Linked DNA regions of Mus musculus: all the other regions are linked to region 1. The links are chromatin contacts, called in public HiChIP or PLAC-seq maps. All regions are on one chromosome and are shown on one strand. Each heading gives the region's core, a stretch centred on a gene start, on an enhancer-like site or on the middle of the called end of the contact. The rest is flanking DNA. Distances are from core to core; before and after follow the strand shown.

What was found. HiChIP or PLAC-seq counts read pairs in DNA pulled down with a chosen protein or histone mark.
Region 2: an H3K27ac HiChIP or PLAC-seq map of T-cell acute lymphoblastic leukemia shows a contact between it and region 1, with 2.7 times the contacts expected there. The contact joins two enhancer-like sites. A contact is called at or near these places in 1 of 484 Hi-C or Micro-C datasets (bone marrow-derived macrophages), 6 of 115 datasets of contacts at active chromatin or transcription factors (DN3 thymocytes, the HPC-7 cell line, T-cell acute lymphoblastic leukemia and 3 more) and 3 of 9 other capture datasets (adipose tissue, liver and pancreatic islet).
Region 3: a contact with region 1 is called in an H3K4me3 HiChIP or PLAC-seq map of bone marrow-derived macrophages, with 4 times the contacts expected there. The contact joins two enhancer-like sites. A contact is called at or near these places in 1 of 15 datasets of contacts at CTCF or cohesin (the NIH/3T3 cell line), 1 of 484 Hi-C or Micro-C datasets (bone marrow-derived macrophages), 5 of 115 datasets of contacts at active chromatin or transcription factors (the 230-238 cell line, the HPC-7 cell line, acute myeloid leukemia and 1 more) and 1 of 9 other capture datasets (bone marrow-derived macrophages).

The regions. Positions count from the first base shown.
Region 1 is chr12:32,008,043-32,012,767 of GRCm38.p6, reverse strand. The region is part of intron 2 of Prkar2b (protein kinase, cAMP dependent regulatory, type II beta); the gene reads left to right. Among named protein-coding and RNA genes, the nearest start is that of Prkar2b, 51 kb to the left of the region's middle. Within about 2 kb of position 3,342, at least 75 of the 459 cell types and tissues checked have an H3K27ac peak or open chromatin away from gene starts, as enhancers often do. A contact at or near this core is called in DN3 thymocytes, T-cell acute lymphoblastic leukemia, bone marrow-derived macrophages and 1 more, where this site is marked.
Region 2 is chr12:32,166,796-32,171,251 of GRCm38.p6, reverse strand. No RefSeq gene overlaps it. Among named protein-coding and RNA genes, the nearest start is that of Gm40374, 26 kb to the right of the region's middle. Within about 2 kb of position 1,696, at least 68 of the 459 cell types and tissues checked have an H3K27ac peak or open chromatin away from gene starts, as enhancers often do. A contact at or near this core is called in DN3 thymocytes, T-cell acute lymphoblastic leukemia and memory CD8 T cells, where this site is marked.
Region 3 is chr12:32,237,028-32,241,063 of GRCm38.p6, reverse strand. No RefSeq gene overlaps it. Among named protein-coding and RNA genes, the nearest start is that of Gm33308, 7.2 kb to the left of the region's middle. Within about 2 kb of position 2,378, at least 21 of the 459 cell types and tissues checked have an H3K27ac peak or open chromatin away from gene starts, as enhancers often do. A contact at or near this core is called in bone marrow-derived macrophages, where this site is marked.

The DNA.
Region 1 (4,725 bases), core at 2,093-4,592:
CAGTGAGAGCTTCCAGAATCTCCATAGCCTCACTAGTATTTGCCTTTTTTTTTTTGTAAATGCCAATCAAATGTTCCTGAAGTATTGTTTTGTAGTGGGTTGGCTTACCATCCCTGAATGATTGTGGTATGGAGAAAACATTTTTCATGTGCTTATTGATAATTTTCACATGATTGAAGAAATGTCTATTAAGTCCAGTCCCCATTTTTAAACTAGGCTGTTTTTCTCTTGTTGAGTTCTTTATAAATTCTGGTTATTAATCCCTTATTAAGGCCATGGTTTGTGGTTTTCTAGCATTTTTGTGGACCAAATATTCACCATTTCTGGTGCTCTGCACTTGTTTCCTTCCTCCTGAATTGAGCTTCTGTCTGGCGTCACTTCCTTGGCCTGAAAGACTTCCTGTGACCTCTGTTGCACATATGCTAACAGTGCAGTCTCTGCTTCCTGGAATGAGTTCACTTCATGGTGGGTTTTCACACACACACACACACACACACACACACGTGTTTTTAAAGCACAGTTTTTCTACATATAGACTTGTTGGAGGGGCATATTTTTCTGTCAGCACTTACAGCATGCCATTTCCCTGCCCTCTGGCTTCTCTTTGTTATACTGAAAACTTAGGTCATGTTAACATTCTATTTGGAAGCTTTCTCTGGTTTTGACTTTTAACAATGTGAATAACCCATGCTTAGTATGGGTAGTGTCTTTGTGTCTGTTCTGTGCCGAGGCCCATAGGACTTCTTAGGTCTAAACATTGATGACTTTTTGTGTCTTGTCCTGTTTGCGACAGGGTTTTAAGTTGCTGTACTGGCTAGTTTTGGGTCAACTTGACACAGCTGGAGTTATCACAGAGAAAGGAGCTTCAGTTGAGGAAATGCCTCCATGAGATCCAACTGTAAGGCATTTTCTCAATTAGTGATCAAGGGGGAAAGGCCCCTTGTGGGTGGGACCATCTCTGGGCTGGGAGTCTTGGGTTCTATAAGAGGGCAGGCTGAGCAAGCCAGTAAGGCACATCCCTCCATGGCCTCTGCTTCAGCTCCTGCTTTCTGACCTGCTTGAGTTCCAGTCTTGACTTCCTTTGGTGATGAACAGCAATATGGAAGTGTAAGCTGAATAAACCCTTTCCTCTCCAACTTGCTTCTTGGTCATGATGTTTGTGCAGGAATAGAAACCCTGACTAAGACAGTTGCCCAGCATGGCTTTGGACTTCTTATCCTCTTCCCTATACCTCATAATGCTGAGATTAGAGATGTGTATACTATCTTAGGTAAATACTGTTATAAAACTGTAAAACTTGTTTGCCTATAGATGAATTATATAGTCTATCTAGCCCACATAAAAGACACAGAAACTTGGTATTTTGTTTACAAGCTATAAGCCTAGGTTGGGCGGGTTCTGTGCTGTTCTCTCACATATACAAACCCTTTGTCCCTTGTGACTCACTGTTTGAGTCTCGCTCAGGCTGCTTTTGCTCCATCAGCTGTCCTTGGGGTGCACTTCTCTGGGCCACGTGCTGCTGGTCCATCTTGTCTAATGGAGGCCTCCTGATCTCTTTGTCTTCTTTTTCCATCTTCCCGTGGTCTCTCTCATTCGATTTTTAAGTTCCACCTCTCTCTCTCTACTATCCAATCACAGGCTCTAGCCTTTTATTAACCAATAGCTTTAAACTGGGGAGCAAGGGTTACCCAACAAAGGCCAGTGTATGTGAGAACACACTTGTCTGGACAACAACCAGATCTTGGGGTTGAGACTTTAGCAATGGCATACATAGTGACAGACCAACCCCCAGCGTTTGCCAACATCTCTGAGAGTTTCTTCCTCTCCTCTTTGTAGCATGTTTGAGAGGGACTTCCACACGCTGTCAGTGTGGTGCACAGTGTTTCACAGGGTTCTTAGACAACTCATCTTTGCTCTCTCATTTTTCCAGTGGAATAATTTCTATTGATCTGCCTTTCAAGTTCTTTGATTCTGCTTTTAACATTGGCTCCACTTGTTTAGTGTCTATAGAACCGTATGCACGTGTGCACATAGAGATGCAGAAATACTTGCCTGTGCATGTGTATGTGAAGACCAGAGGTTGATGGTCGGCCTCTTCCTCGGTCACTTTCTACCTTACTATTTGAGATAGGGTCTCTCACTGAACCCGTTTGCTGACTGGCCATTGAGTCCCTGGGACCCTCCTGTCTCTCCACTCTCCAGTGCTGGGCTTACCTGTGTGTCCTGCCATACCTGGCTTTACTTGGGTGCTGGAGACGTGAAATGGACCTCACGCATGCGCAGCAAGCACTTACTCACTGGCCATCCCTCTAGCCCTAGTCTTCGATTCTTCCTTCCATTGAGCTGTTCTAATGACTTCAGAACCAAACCAAACCCGAGTTGTTACATTTTTCAACACGTTTTCCCTGTGACCCCTTCTTGTAATTTTCTCTTTAATGAAGCTGATTACTGAATCACTGATCAGCCGATCAGATATGGTTTCCTCTGCCTCCACGAAGGAAATAGCCTCTTTGAAGTCTTCTCTGTGTCCAGTCAGTTCTTTGTAGCCTGTGGGTCACATCTACTTTTTCTCTGCATGTGTCATGTTTGCTAAGAGCTGGACAGTTTAGGATCTTTACGGTAATGTTTCTGGATCCCGAGCTCCCCTCTCCAGGTTGTGGACAGTTTAGGATCTTTACGGTAATGTTTCTGGATCCTGAGCTCCCCTCTCCAGGTTGTGGACAGTTTAGGATCTTTACGGTAATGTTTCTGGATCCTGAGCTCCCCTCTCCAGGTTGTGGACAGTTTAGGATCTTTACGGTAATGTTTCTGGATCCTGAGCTCCCCTCTCCAGGTTGTGGACAGTTTAGGATCTTTACGGTAATGTTTCTGGCTCCCGAGCTCCCCTCTCCAGGTTGTTGCTTCCTGGCAGGTGGGAGAGCCGACTTGTCTGTGCTTAAATTCCTGTGTTCCAGCTCGCTGTGGTTTGTGGCTTTGAGGGTTGGCTTGTGTCTGCCTGATGTTATGGTCAAAAGCCACTCACAGCTGACAGATCCTGTGTGAGTTTGGGAACATTTAAATTTCAGGCAGTTTTCAAGGGGAGGTTTGGCATTTACTCTCTGCTGGGTCATCTCATGTCCCCTCTGCCTGCACAGAGATGGTCTCTATTGCCCTGTTGACTTCCAGGTGTAGGTAGACGGCTTGGGCCCTGCCAGTTTCTTCTATGTCCCCACAAAGCATAACCACAGCTCAGACACATGGGAAAGTAACCAGACTCCTAACTGTCTCGCTTTCCGTTACATTTCTAGTTAGTTTACTGAATCTAGGGATGACACCATCTTATGCTCTCTAAGCTTCAGGCCTCTTGCTTGTCTTTCACCCAGGTCACTGTAACCAGCAGTGCTCAGGGCAGGAACTGTGTGTGGTAAGTGAGTGTGTGTGTGTGTGTGTGTGTGTGTGGTGTATGGTGTGTGGTGTGTGTGTGTGTGTGTGGTGTGTGTGTGTTTGTGTGTGTGTGTGTGGTGTGTGTGTGTGTGGTGTATGGTGTGTGGTGTGTGTGTGTGTGTGGTGTGTGTGTGTTTGTGTGTGTGTGTGGTGTGTGTGTGTGTGTGTGTGTGTGTGTGTGTAGTGTGTGTTGTCTGTTTTTGTTTTGTTTTTTGTCTGTTTCCATGTTCACCTAGAATGGCATAGCGAGCAGCCTTGGGCAGGGATGCCAGTGATTTGCACTGTGTTAACTGAAAATCTGGTCTTTTTATGAATAAATGCTTCTATATCATATGCCTTTCATTTCCAGAGTGCTGATTTCCTCCCCTAAGTTCCGGATAACTCCTCTCTGCCTTTTTGGTGGTGGGGGTGGGGCAGGACCTACCACGTTCCTCATTCCACTAGGCTGTCCTGGAACTTGCTGTGTAGACCAGACTGGCCTAGAACTCGGAGGTCTACCTCCCAAATGCTGGGGTGCAAGGCATGTGCCACCATGTCTGGCTAAAGATGTTTTTTTTTTTTTTTGCTGCATAAAAATTACAGGAATGAGATAGACGTGGTGTTCATACTGAGGAGTGGCCCTTCTGTGCTAGTCAACCACTGGATCACTGGGCTGCATCCTACCCACCATGTTGTTCTTTCAAATAAATGGTGTTAGTTTTATTAGAAACAGTTTTTAGTTTTACTGTGGCATTGTTAATGAGTTATTTTCCTAAAGTATTTGGGAAAAATTTGGCACCTTGATTCTGTTAGTTTTAGAGATGGTATGTTTTTAGGAAGTATAAAATATTAAAGCCAATTTGAGAAAAGATGAGATACCTTAAAAAAAAAAAGATGGTTAGTAAGATACCGTTCTTGTGGTTTTAATTCCTTCTTGTACCTGAGATGGGAATAATTTGAGGCAATTTAGTAATCTTTTTGAAGTATGGATGTTTAAAGATGTTTGAGAATACATTTTAAATTATTATGATGGTGATGATGGTGGTGATGATGATGATGATGGGTTTCCAGACAAAGTTTCTCTGAATAGCCCTATTGTCCTGGGACTCAATCTGTTGACCAGTCCGGTTTTGAACTCACAGAGATCTGCCTGCCTTTCTGATTGTAAAGTGAAAAAAAAAACATGGAAGGGTAGGTAGGAAAATAAGAATAGTCATAATCTTTCTATAGAGCAGTACCTGCTATGTAAACATTGGTATCCACCTTGACAGCCATCTTTTATGCATACGTTTTTTATAAATATACAATATACACCTGCATTGC
Region 2 (4,456 bases), core at 447-2,946, 160 kb before region 1:
ATTTAAGCCCAGCACAATTGGGGGCAGGGGTGGGGGGAGAAGAAAGGTATTCAGATAACAACTCAGTCCCAAGTTCACAACAATTTTAAGACATGTTTGTATTGAGGCTTTTTGCAAAGAACATATGGCTTCATCCATAAGATGACTTCTTGTTGACTTGGAAACAATGTTCAAGATAAAGTTGTAGGGAGAACAATTGATGTAATACATAATGCCTGTGGGGGCCAAGATTGGTCTGGCTCGAAGATAACACAGAAGACACTTGGGCTGTTGTAAAGAGCAAGTGACATCACGCATAAAAATGAGTTTAATGGTCTAAGAGCAATGCTTAAGATCTAGTGGGAAAGGGTCTGGGATAAGTTAATACTGGGAGACATGGGCAGAGCCTGTCTCATCAGACAGCAAAGGACCACCAGGCTGTAAAACTCCATCATTCCTGGCACTCTAGGAAGAAACAGTTGTGCACTTCATTCCATTGAAGAGGTGAGCAGTGCGTTTAACTTTCCTGGCTTCTCCAGTGCTTCTCTGTGTGCACCAGGCCCCTTTGCCTGCTGCAGATCTGTAAGCTTCAGGTTGTAAAAGGCCTGGCCTAAAAAAATTAAGATGAAGAGTAATAAAGGATACCTGATGTGTAGACTCTAGTCTACACATGTGCACGTGCGCACACACACACACACTAAAATAATAATAATAATAAAAGAGAATAAAAATAGTCACCATACTTCTTTATAATAACTAAAATTTGCAAACAGCCCTTAAAGTCTCTCTACAGGAGATCAATTAGCTAAGTGCCATTGAATTAAGAGCTGGGGATGTGGCTCTAATTGATAGTGCTTGCCTAGAGTGCACACAAGTGAGGCTTCAACCACTTGCCCTGAATAAACTAGATATGATGGTGCACACCTCTAATCCCAACGTGAAAGTTAAGGGCAGGAGGACATTCTAGGTTATTCTCTAATACTTAAGGAGTTTGAGGCCAGCCTATGCTAGATACTCTGTCTCAAAAATCAATTTAAAAATGTAAGTGGTGGTAAGTATGTGCATACATAAAAAGTTTGGGAGTATATATATATATATATATATATATATATATACTCACACTGGTGTTTGTTTTTGTTTTTTTGTACTAGGGAATTGAATCTAAGGCCTTACACATGGAAGACAAACACTACCAATAAGCTGTATCTTCAGCCATTTTTATTTTTATTTTTATTTTTATTTCACTATATAGCCCTAAGTTACAGGGGCTTGCCTTGAACTCACACTGTAACCCAGGCAGACCTTGAGCTTGGGATCTTTCTGCCTCAGCCTCCTGAGTGTCTGGGAGCTATAGCTTATACTATTAATAGTGATAGTTTTTTCTGTGCATTAACTTTTTTTCATTTGGATTTGGGGACGTTTCGAGTTTCTTAACCAGGAGAAATTAATATTTTCATTTTCTGGGGAAAAAAGATGCATTCCAAATGACAATCGTCTCTTTGTCTCTTAACGTAGATCATGCTGCACTAAAAGCTCAAAGGGCGGCAGAGGGACTAAATTTGAAGGCCTTATTATCAAGCAGTGGCTTCAAAGCTATTGTTGGAAGTTGGGATTTGAAAACAGGGACCTTGAAATCTTCAGCCTTATCCCTACCTGATGGTGATCAGTCACTGCTAAAACTGGCCTTGATCTCTGTTCAACAATAGCAGTGCTTTGAAGAAGGTGCCACCTGCCACTAAGTCAGTCAGGAGAGTCCTGCTTGCTGCAGCTCTTCCCAACTGCAGACCTGGTGCTGCCTGTGTGGTCCTGCTGGGCTTTCCAGCTCGCATCTGAAGTCCCCTGAGGAGGTGCAAACAGCCTGTTTTCACTCCTTGTTAATGTCAGATTCTTTTCTAAGCATTTGCTCATTAACACAACTGAGTAAATCTTGCTGCCTGCTGCTTTAGTAGGAATTATCCCCTAAGCGGGGCTCGGTGTGGTTCTGAGTCAGGGGGCCTGTGGCCTATCAAGGGATGCAAGGCCACTTTGCAGTGTGGAGCAGCAAGCACCATGTGCCTCTCAGCAGAGGAACAATCGCCTGGCAATCGACCCCAGAATCTTCTAGTTTTACTTTAGAATTAAAATAGCTTCCTATTGTCTGGCAGAAAGCCACCCACCATTTCCGACCATTGCAAGGTTTATGGTTGAACAGTGCTTTCTGCAACCTGATGTGTTTGGTAGGTAAGTCTACACAAGTCCCCACTGCACACACACACACACACACACACACACACCACCTTTCCTCTGCACCATCACAAAGCACTTGTTCTGTTAAGCTACCAGCCCTGTGGCTACAAAGGGCTTCCCCTGAGGAAGTCTCATAGCCACAAAGAAGTACCAAACCCTTGACTACCCCCACCCCACCCCGTTCTCACCCCAGCTGTGCTCAGTCCACAGTTTCACAGTTCTAGACACCAGAGAAAACAGCCTCTCACTTTAAGAGCAACTCCTTCCTCAGGTACTAATTGCTCAACGTGAATGGACACATTTGCCGGCTTTCAGTAAGTAAATAGGCTTGGCGCCTTAAACCTCCAGAAATTTAAAAGATTCTGAATTCTTAACAGAGGAACCTTTAATGGCCAAGAAGCACTTAAGAAATATTCAACATCCTTAGCCATCAGGGAAATGCAAATCAAACGACTCTGAGACTCCATCTTACATCAGTCAGAGTGGCTAAGGTCAAAAACTCAAGTGACAGCAGATGCTGACAAGGATGTGGAACAAGGAGGAACACTCCTCCATTGCTGGTGGAAGTGCAAATTTGTACAACCACTCTGGAAATCAATTTGGCAGTTTTTCAGAAACTTTGGAATAGTTCTACTCTAAGACCCAGCTATACCACTCCTGGGCATATACTCTAAAGATGCCCCACTACAGCACAAGGGTATGTGCTCCACTATGATCATAGCAGCGTTATTCATAATAGCCAGAAACTAAAAACAACCTGATCCCCTCAACTGAAGAATGGATAAAGCAAATGTGGTACATTTACACAATGGAATACTATTCAGCTATTAAAAGCAAAGACATCATGAAATTTGCAGGCAAGTGAATGGATCTTGATATTCTCATGTTGACCCAAAGAAACTAAGTAACAAGGAGGCCCTTAGAAGCAGAAACAAAATAGTCATGGGTAGTGAATGGAGAGAAGGAACTGGGTGAGAGAGGGTGTGAGGAGGGGAACAGGGGTGAGGTTCAGATGTGGGGAGGGGGTGAAGGAGAGGGCTTGTAGTGAGAACAGAAATCGATGAGGAGCATCTCTGGAACTGGCTGGAGATCTTGGATGGAGGAAGCTCTGAGGAATCTATTGAGGTGATCCTAGCTGTGATTTCTATCAGTGGTAGATATGGAGACTGAAGTGGCCACTTCTTGTATCCAGGCAGGACTTCCAGTGGAGGGAAGGGGACATCAACCCACCCACAAAACCTTCTTCAACCCAAAATTTGTCCTACTTACAAAATGTGCAGGAATAAAGATAGAGCAGAGATTGAGGGAATGACCAACCAATGTCTGTCCCAACTTGAGACCCATCCCATGGGAGAGAGCCAGCCCCTGATGCTATTAATGATATTCTGTTATGGTTGCAGACAGGAGCCTAGTATAAGTGTCTCCTGAGAGGCTTCCTCCAGCAACTGATGGAAACAGATGCAGAGACCCACAGCCAAACATCAGGCAGAGGTAAAGAAACCTTGTGAAAGAGTGTGAGATAGAATTGAGCAAGCCAGACGGGTCAAGGACACCACAAGAAGACCTACAGAGTCAACTAACCTGGGCCCATTGGGGGCTCACGGTGACTGCCTCACCAGCCGAAGAGAATGCAGGGGCTGTACCTAGGCCCCCTACACATTTGGAGCAGATGTGCAGCTTGGTCTTCATGTGGGTTACTTAACAATCGAAATGGGGGCTGTCTCTGACTTTGTTGCCTGCCATTGGGTACCCTTCCCCTACCTGGACTGCCTGGTTGGGTCTCAGTAGAAGATTAGTCTTGCTGGGACTAGATGTCTCAGGCGGAGATGGTACTCAAAGGGGAGCTTCCCCTTCTCATCAGGGAAGGAGAGGGGACAATTGGGGGAGCGATTGGTAAGGGTGGGACTGGGAAGAGAATAGGGAGGGGCCTGAAATTGGGATACAAAATGAATAAATAAATTAATGAGGAAAAAAATAACTAAAAGATTCCGAGAGTCACCGGTCCAGGAAGCGATGCAGAGTAAACAGGTTAGGTTGTGAACACAGTACAGCAATTTAGAAAAATTTATTTTCCAGTTGGAGCAAGGGAGGTAGTAGCAATTTAAAATAGATGGGACAGGATAAAGAGTGGGTACAGACTTTGGTGTTAGGTCATCTAAAACCAAGAGGCAATTTTCACCTGAATAAGTTATCCCATCTCTTCACTGTTGACTCTCGTATTTACAGTAAAGCACAGAGACACAGTACTGAC
Region 3 (4,036 bases), core at 1,129-3,628, 230 kb before region 1:
GTCACATATGTAAGGGTGGAGCCATGTCTATTCAGTGTGTCACAAATGTTAGGGTGTGGGAATGTCTTTTCAGTTGGTCACATTTGTAAGGGTGGGGGCGTGTCTGTTCAGTGTGTCACATATGTATGTGTGGGGCCATGTCTGTTCAGTGTGTCACATATATAACTGTGTGGGCATGTCTGTTCAGTGTGTGACATATGCAATGGTGGGGATATGTCTGTTCAATGTGTCACATATGTAAGGGTGGTCCATGTCTGTTCAGTGTGTCACATATGTAAGTGTGGGGCCATGTCTGTTCAGTGTGTGACATATGCAAGTGTGGGGGGCATGTCTGTTCAGTGTGTCACAAATAAAGTCGTGAGCATCTCTGTTCCGATTGTGATATATGCAGGTTGTGGGCATGTCTGTTCAGTGTATCACATATACAGGGTGGGGACATGTCTGTTCAGTGTGTGACATATGTAAGGGTGGGGCCTTATCTATTCAGTGTGTCACAATTGTTAGGGTGTGGGCATGTCTTTTCAGTGTGTCACATATGTAAGGGTAGGGCCAGTCTATTCAGTGTATCACTTATGTAAGGTTGGGGCCATGTCTGTTCAGTGTGTCACATATGCAGGGTGGGGCCATGTCTGTTCAGTGTGTGACCTATGTAAAGGTGTGAGCATGTCTGTTCAGTGTGTCACATATGTAAGAGTGGAGTCATGTCTGTTCAGTGTATCACATATGTAAGGGTGTGGGCGTATCTTTTCAGAGTGTGGCATTTGTAAGGGTGGGGTGTGTCTGTTTAGAGTGTCACATATATAAGGAGGGTATCTGTTCAGAATGTCACACATGTAAGTGTATGGGCGTGTCTGTTCAGTGTGTGACATATTCATGCTTTATGCCATTTAATCCTTACAAAAACTCTCAGTTTCAAGTGGCACTGTTTGCAGACTTGAGTTTTATTTTTGATGCAGGAATTGACTCATGCGTACTAGGTACATGTTCTACCACTGAGCTACCAGCATATTTGCAAGTTTGGGTTGATAAAGACCCTCAAACAAGTTGAGGAACTTGACCAAGAACTATGGTATCTAAAAATCATGAAGGATTATTCTGCACCATATATAAAGTCATGCATGTTCACAACAAGCCAGTCTAGAAATTAGTAATGCCAATTTGAAAATGAGGGAGTTAAGTACTGCTTTTTGGGTCATGGGGCTTAGGAGCCTGCCAGCCTCAGTGTAAACCACTGTGTGTCAGGAGTTGGGCTCTCTGCAAGCTAAGGCTATGAAGGCAATACGTGAATTCTCTTGGATAGCACCAGAGAAGCAGGGGTGGGAAGCAGGGCCAGAGGCTCACCAGTATTGATTACTGGCTATGGACCACAAAGCATGCACGGGGCTAGGGCTGGAGCTGGGGGGCATGGAACTACAGCAGTTCTTGCAGAGCTGGCAGCTGATAACTGGCTGCACTCCTGGAATCAGGATAAATTCTTCCTGGGAGAACATGCAACAGTGCACCACAGTGTCCATCACACCAGGGCCTACATCTTGGTCCAGGCAGACTCACCGTGGTCTTTCTGCTGCAACCTTCTATGTGTGGAGGGAGGGCTATCAGGGAAGCAGCAGTGTTTGGTGGAATTATAGAGAAGGGTAGGGCTGGTCTGATGAATGGTGAGTGTGATAGTTTGTATATGCTTGGCCCAGGGAGTGGCACTATTAGAAGGTATGGCCCTGTTAGAGTAGGTGTGGCCCTTTTTGGAGTAGACGTGTCACTGTGGGCGTGGCCTTTAAGACTCTCATCCTAGCTGCCTGAAAGTCAGTATTCTGCTAGCAGCCTTCAGATGAAGATATAGAACTCTCAGCTCCCCATGCACCATGTCTGCCTTGATGCTGCCATGTTCCTGCCTTAATAATAATGGACTGAACCTCTGAACCTGTAAGCCAGCCCCATTAAATGTTATCATTTGTAAGACTTACCTTGGTCATGGTGTCTGTTCATAGCAATAAACCCCTAACTAAGACAGTGAGACCAGTCCCTAGACTCCACAGGGACATGAATGCCTCTGCCTCCTTCAGTGTCTCACATAACATTAGCTGAAAACTAGTGAGAAGCTGCCAAGCCAATCATTAAAGACTTGCATTTATTTTAATGGCAGTCTCCGTGTAGCCTAGAAAGGGCAGTATGAACCCATCCCGGGTGCAACTATTGGTTCAGGCGTTTGAGTTCTTTGTGACAACTTAACTACTACATGTCACATGCTCACCCCAAAGGCTGCAGAGCTACAAAATGTGCTGTTTAGGCCATATGCTGGCCTCCTGGATACACTGCAGGGGTACTGTGGAGAGCGCTGCTTTTCGTTTGGAAATTGAGTCTGCTAGCTTGTGGCTTTCTCAAAGTGGTGAGAACAGCAGAATTCCAGCCAGAGTGGAAAAAAAAATTCTCATACTTCTGCTTGGATTCAGAGAACAGCCGACTTGACAGAAGGCAAAAAGCCAGCGAGTTTAGCTAACTCTCTGACAAGGGAGCAGAAAGAAAAATCAGCTTTGCATACCTCAGTCCCTCTCCAATATCACGTGAGAGGGTAGCCTGGAGGACTGCAGAATAGACCATGCAGGAAGGAGGACTGGGCCCTGGCAGTTCTTGAAGTAGGTGACTTGCTGATTGCAACCCAGAACAGAGCTTCCTCTGTGGGACAACGACTGGCCCTCTGTGCTTCTTCACCTGGCCAGCCACTCCTCCATCCTGGAACACTTCCTGGTGGATGTCCTACTTAAGACAACCTGGCTACAGCCTCAGTTCAAATTATCCCCCCATGAAACTATCTGTCTCCATTACCACTTGGACCAAAAGTAATTCCGATCTTAATTCACATTGCACTCACATAGCAGGGATTCTAGTGGTGTGAGCTGTGCATTAGAATTACTTGGTGTGCTTGGCTAGAAGACGAGTGCCTTGGTTTCAGACTGTAGCCATTCTGGACGGCAGACATAGACCAGCCTGCAGTCTGCATTCTCATGTTTCTGTTGGCTAATCATAGTTGGCAACTTGACACACCTGGGAAGACAAAGTCTTAATTGAGTAACTGTCTCCATCTGATTAGCCTATGGCTGTGCTTTTGACGCAGCTTCTTAATTGTTGATTGATGTAGGAAGGTGCAGCCCACTGTGGATGCTGCCTCCTCCCCCATCCCCCGAGGCAGATGGGCCTGGGCTGAATTTAAAAAGATAGCTGAGCAAGCCAGGAGAAGCAAGGCAGTAAGTAATTTCTTCTACAGCGGTCTCACTTCAGTTCTCTCCCCATCTTTGTTTTGTCTTCCTTGATGATTGCCTGTAACCTATAAGAGAAATAAGCCCTTTCCTCCAGAGGTTGCTTCTGGTCAGAGTTCTAGCTCAGCAACAGAAAGCAAACTAGAACAGTAGTCAACAGAATGTCCCCAATGTGCTTGGCCCGTAACAGGGGTCCTCGAGAAGAACACACCTTTCTGAGTAGGGTAAGATGAAATCTCAAAGTGGTCTTGATTCACATTTTTCTAATTTCTAGTGATGGTGAGCATTTATGGAGATCTTTCTTAGCTTTGGGACAGTGGGACCCTTGCACACATCCCAACTGTTCACTGATGATAGAGATTTTGGGGTAGGCCAGTTCAGAGTGCTGGATCTGCACCTGGGTGTTGTCTCTGCTGCTCAACATGTGTGTTCTTCCTTATCCCTCCAGGGCAAGCACTCCAGCACTGCTCTGGCTAGCTTGCCAAATGGCTCAATCAGGCAGGAGGCAGGGTCGGCTCTCCCAACTGCCTCAGATGTCAAGGGGCAAGGGAGCAGAGGGCATACCTCTTCCCCCTACCAACCTCATGGCAGAGGAGTGTCAGAGACAGCTCTCCCTCCCTCCCACCCTCACTCCTCAGGGTCAGTTTACACACACACACACACACACACACACTACACACACTACCAAGGCCAGCTCTACTCTGCTGCTCAAGTGAGTTGTAGAGCCCATTCTCCCAAGTGCTATGGTGGGTGAAGGGCAGGGATGAAGAAAATGGTGTAATTAT